Regions from separate parts of the Mus musculus genome. Here region 2 is linked to region 1. A link is a contact called in public HiChIP or PLAC-seq data. All regions are on one chromosome and are shown on one strand. Each heading gives the region's core, a stretch centred on a gene start, on an enhancer-like site or on the middle of the called end of the contact. The rest is flanking DNA. Distances are from core to core; before and after follow the strand shown. Region 1 holds the start of Mobp (myelin-associated oligodendrocytic basic protein). Region 2 holds the start of D830035M03Rik (RIKEN cDNA D830035M03 gene).

The links. HiChIP or PLAC-seq counts read pairs in DNA pulled down with a chosen protein or histone mark.
Region 2: a contact with region 1 is called in an H3K4me3 HiChIP or PLAC-seq map of forebrain, with 6 times the contacts expected there. The contact joins the promoter of D830035M03Rik here to the promoter of Mobp in region 1. A contact is called at or near these places in 19 of 39 promoter capture datasets (the 3T3-L1 cell line, 3T3-L1-derived adipocytes, the C10 cell line and 12 more), 2 of 15 datasets of contacts at CTCF or cohesin (embryonic stem cells and stem cell-derived epiblast-like cells), 45 of 484 Hi-C or Micro-C datasets (B cells, the Ba/F3 cell line, the C10 cell line and 26 more), 16 of 115 datasets of contacts at active chromatin or transcription factors (PVALB interneurons, T-cell acute lymphoblastic leukemia, craniofacial prominence and 12 more) and 2 of 9 other capture datasets (adipose tissue and embryonic stem cells).

What each region holds. Positions count from the first base shown.
Region 1 is chr9:120,148,433-120,151,054 of GRCm38.p6, reverse strand. It overlaps Mobp (myelin-associated oligodendrocytic basic protein), which reads right to left and starts at 1,313. Exons shown (of 4, transcript NM_001039365.3): 1 at 1,258-1,313.
Region 2 is chr9:120,491,240-120,493,861 of GRCm38.p6, reverse strand. D830035M03Rik (RIKEN cDNA D830035M03 gene) reads left to right here and starts at 1,281. Exons shown (of 2, transcript NR_166642.1): 1 at 1,281-1,756. It overlaps Eif1b (eukaryotic translation initiation factor 1B), which reads right to left and starts at 1,256. Exons shown (of 4, transcript NM_026892.3): 1 at 1,021-1,256. The coding sequence starts at 1,051.

The DNA.
Region 1 (2,622 bases), core at 64-2,563:
TCAAAACCTTTTCTCCACTTTTTTCCTAATGTTCTAGCCAAGTGCATTGCTTCATTCCCCCGACACACGATTTCTCTTTTACTTTTTCTCTCAGACAAAGACTGAAGACTCCCAGGATTTCCGAAAGCTTCTGTGTGAGATGAGGCATTTACGTGACTTCACTCAAGGTGAGGACTTAGCCGTCGGGGCTGCACACCCCGATACAAATCCAGCTGTGTGTTTAAGGGAAGCAGCTGTTTCCAGATGAGAAGGAAAACTCACTTATATTTCTTTTTGAACTTTACTCCTTTTTAAATGTTTTGTTGTTGTTGGCATATATTCTTTGTACATAATCATGGCTTTTGTTGCAACATTTTTGCACAAGTACATAATGTATTTCAGTCATATCCATGCCTTTGTTTCGGGGCTGGAGCAATGATGGCTCAGTGGTGAAGAGCACTGACTGCTCTGTTCAAATCCCAGCACCCATATAGCAGCTCACAACTGTCTGTAACTCCATGCCTTTCTCTCCCTCTCCCTCTCCCTCTCCCTCTCCCTCTCCCTCTCCCTCTCCCTCTCCCTCTCCCTCTCCCTGTCCCTCTCCCTCTCCCTCTCCCTCTCCCTCTCCCTCTCCCTCTCCCTCTCCCTCTCCCTCTCCCTCTCCCTCTCCCTCTCCCTCTCCCTCTCCCTCTCCCTCTCTCTCTCTTTTCCTGCTCCTAGGATTCCCCCACTTCCTAATTGGCCTTCCCTCTGTTTCCATGGGTTTGGGGGAGGTTAAGATCTGGTGAGTTTCATTAGGGCTCCTTACAGGAGCATGAGTGAGATTCTGTTGCCAGGTGTGCGGGCATCTTAGCAGTGCTACATGGTTACATGACTAAAGACAACATCTCTCTTCCCCATTAACCATTAACTGTATGTAAATCCTCAGGGAGGAGCGAAGCCCCACAAAAACTCATTTTTAAGTCATGCCAATCAATTGAAAAAGAAATTGGGACTAGGGGAAACACCAACAACACCATCGATCTCTCTCTCCAACAACAAAGGTATCCAAACATGAAAATCCAAGGTCTTTCCTGGAGCAGACAAACCTGGGGCGTTAGGAGGAATGTTCCCAAAGGTCCCTTTGCCCAGATCAGAATAAACGACTGTTCTTTCTCTCTCTCTTCTGCGTCCTCCCACCTCCTACTCTCATTGTGATAGCTTCCCCTGTGACCCATAGGAGTGTGTACCCTTCCCACGTGAGGTACAGGGTGAACCAGAGCTCTGGAATCCTCTTACCTGCGAGTAATGGCTGTTGTGAAAGGTTCCTGTGGATAGCGGGCCCTGGTGGAGCTGGGCGACCTCAGTACACGAGGAATATATAGGGAGAGGCTCTACGTCTGAGTTTTCATTACAGAAAGTGTTTTTGATGGGTCCTCAGCCAAGATGTACTTTACAACAAAAGCTACACAAAGGCCCGCACAAAGGCCACACAGAGTTTAACAAAAGGCTAAAGAAAGACCAAACAAAAGCTAAAGAAAGTTGAAACAAAGAGTGAAACAAAAAGAAAACAAAGGCCAACAAAGATGGGAACAAAGACCAAGACAAAGAGTAAAAGAAACATCTGAACAAAAGCTAAAGGCACGTCACACATGCACACACCCACCCTGCATCCACACCACAACCTACAGGCTCACTCCAGCATCCCACCACCACATAATCAACACCCCACGCAAAGCATCACCCCTCTCCAAAGCCATTCCCGCCACTCTATCCATGCCACTCTATCCATAGCCGATCGCCTGTGCCAAGTCCCTCCATACCACATGCCTGCTCAACCCACAGAATGGCCATCCCCTAACTGTGCTAGAGACATGGAGCAATACACTTACATCTTTCCGCAATGCATAAACTATATGCTCTCAAGTATTACATCAGTTTCATTGGCTGCCACTTGCTGAGTGATCCTGATTTCCTTTGATAACAGACCACTGGCAGACATGGGGTTTTATACGCGAAATTTAATGACTAGTATTAACTCCCAGATCAAACATTACAGGTCACGCTACAATGGATCTATATCTATGCAGGTTATAGACTGAATCCAAAGGATTAAGGAGGCTACAGAGCATAAAGAGGCTCTGCTGTAGACAAAGCTGTGAGAGAGAATCATGGCAGGGGTGGATGGCATTGTATGGATATTTTATCTGTCAATTTAAAAACCTATGGCCTATGGCTTAGACAGGAAATAGATGTGGAAATGAGTATATTTAGAAGGTATGTTTATAATTTGTATGTTATAATTTTTATGTTATAATTTTAAATTGAAGGATAATGCTTTTTTGTTGCCAAAAAAACCATTTTGCCATAGGAAAGGTATATTTTGTTAATCAATGTGAGGAACCCGGAGTTGGGATTGGAGCAAAATTGTTTTGCTTTTATCCAACGACGACAACAACAACGACGATGATGACGACAACAGCAACAACAAGCTATGTTCATGAGAGCTAAAATGGGGTAGAGTTTTATGTTACTCTGAGCAGCCAGTCTGTCTCCTTGGAATGTGGGGTTTCACAGGGAAACTATGGCAACTCATGAGAGCTAACTTTAAAATGGGTGTCACACTGGCATGAGAATCCTATGAATGTGGGGTTTCCATGGGAG
Region 2 (2,622 bases), core at 32-2,531, 340 kb before region 1:
CATTTACGAAACCCTAATTTCATACAGCCTTCATACAGCCGCCACAAGAACATGCGTCACCGCCACTATTTTTCGACTACAACATTCAAAAACACCCACCCCAATTAGTTAACATAGTAACTGAGCCTTATAAAACACATATAAACATATACATGCAACCTCACGAGGTGTAATTTACAAAATGATTGCAAGCAGAGACAACAGGGCCACTTCCAAGTCAAATCAGAGGCCTCTCTCCTAAGTGTTTCAAACAGACGCCTCTGGGGGCTGCTTAAAACCAGCTGGGTCCAGCCCCACCCCAGCTCCGGTCAGTGACAGGTCTCTCTGGCACCCCCCCCCCCTCCAGTCCTGGCCGACTGAGTCGCAGATCCTCTAAGCCCTTAACTTCCCTTCCCTCCCAGCAAGGACTGAGCAAGGCCACCCCCCGCCCCCCATGCCCCAACACACACACACACACACACACACACACACACACACACACACACACTTGTGAGTCGTCTGAGAGTCACAGGTCTCGCAGTCACCCTAAAGCTGTCAGGTTCTCCAGCTTCTGGGCCCCACCCCTCCAGTCTCCTTGCAAAGCCCTGGCCAGCCCCGAGGCCACAAGAGAGATAACACCAGAGACTCCCAGCGTCTTGTCACTGTCAGGTTCCCTGCAAGCCCCTAGTCCTAGTCTCTGCAGCCCTGGCAAGTACTGTAGCTCCCTTACGGGTCTCTGAAGCCCCCGGCCTTTCTGTCAGTCCCCCCAGCCTCTGGCGGGTCCCCCTGCAGCCCTGGCGTGTCCCCCGACCGTCCTGTGAGTCCCCGAGACCCTTGTCTTCCTGCCAGTGTCAAGTTCCCCAAGCGCCTGCCGGTCGGGCCCTCGCCTCTACGGAGTCGCAGGCCCACTTAAGGCCGTGTCCGAGGCCCGGAGAGGGGCATCCCCCGGGCTAGGGTCGCGGGGAGCCCCCCGTCGCCATCTTCTGGGCGCCGAGACAAAGCCCAGAGGGACGCGGGCGGCGGCCGGCCACTGGCCCTTACCGAAAGATTGGAGGTTCTGGATAGTGGACATGCGACACTAGTGTGAGGCCGGTGAGAGGATAGAATTCCCGCGGGGCCCGCCCGGATCACCGTGTCAGGAGGCTGCAGCGGCGAGAAACGGAAATCAATGAAGCGGCGGAAGCCCGGGGCGCAGGAAGACGCGGAGGCGGCGGTGGGGCGCGAGCAGGGAGGCGGCGCTGCGGCTTCTCGCACAAAATGGCCGGCGCCGCGTATTTAGCCCCGCGCGCCGCCGCCACGTGACCGTCCGCACGCACCGCGCGTCCGCCCCGGAGCGCCGAGCCGGGGGCCAGCGAGGAGCGGGCGGGAGCCCACTGCGGGCAGCCGCGGTCCGTCCCGCCCGAGGCGCCGGGCGGAGGCGCTTCCGGGTGCAACGGCGAGAAACGTGCCCCCGGGGGTCTGGACTTGCAACCAGCGGGGACCGCGCTCTGCGCCTCCGCCGCCCTCCCCAGCCCCCAGGGTTCCCGAGACCCCTGAGTTCCTTGCAGAACCCTTGTGGGTGCCACCTGGGAATTCTCCCTTCCTCCAAGCCCCGGGATTCCGATGCTGCAGTCTCTACTAAGCTTAACCTGTTTGTCTCAGGTGTCACGACCTAGCCTCTAGCAGAGTCAGGTGTGCGTGGAGAGAACGCGCTACCATCCCGCCCGAGCTCTCCTCTGCGGAGCCTCCTAAGGTCGGATGCAAGTCCCGTGCAGGATGGGTGTCTGGTGGTTGCTAGGTGAGTGTGAGCGAGCAGATGAAGTAACTGTAAAGAGTAACCGTGCACAACCATCAGTGGACAGTGGAGAACCGTCTTAACCTATGTAAACCACCTATGCAGGTGGTTGGCTTTCTAGACCAAAGCAGTAGACTAAAAATTTGGAATTCTTAACCTTTTTGTAGGTCAAACCTGTTGCCTTCGTGTTGAAATAGTATTGGAGGCCTGATGCAAGACATTAGAAGCCATAGATAGCATACATACTATGTTTCTGTCTAGCAATCCATTCAACAAGATGTAGCAGTAGGTCCAATCGCTACTACAATTTCCTTTTTAAAAAGATTTTATTTTTATGTGGTTGGGTGTATGTACCATAGAGGCCAGAAGAGGGTGTCATATCCCCTGGAACTGGAATAACAGCTGGTTATGAGACCATGGGAACAGAACCCAGGTCTTGTGTAAGAGCAGCAACTCCTGGGAAGTCTCTCGAAGTCCATTACTGTAGTTTAAAAAAGGAAATGAATATCTGGAGTGTAGTGCTCATGTTTCAGTGACTTCTATTGTACAAAGTGGCCGCTCCTAATGTTTCTATGCATGGCCTGTTGCTTTAGGGTTGTAAAAATGAATACACTTGTATGCCCCTACATCCACCAGTCAGGTTTCAGGCACACTACTTACTCAGTTTTATTCTTATACCATGGTTTGAAAAACTCTAGCTTACGAATATTTGAATTAATAGTCTTGAGCATCTTCCACCTTCATGTAGGTCCTGGAGCAGGAACTCAGGTTGTCAGGCCATCAGCAAGCCTGAGCCACCTCACCAGTCCTTGAGAAGTTTTTAATAAATTATATAAATTTTCTGCCTGAAATATTAACACTATTTTCTA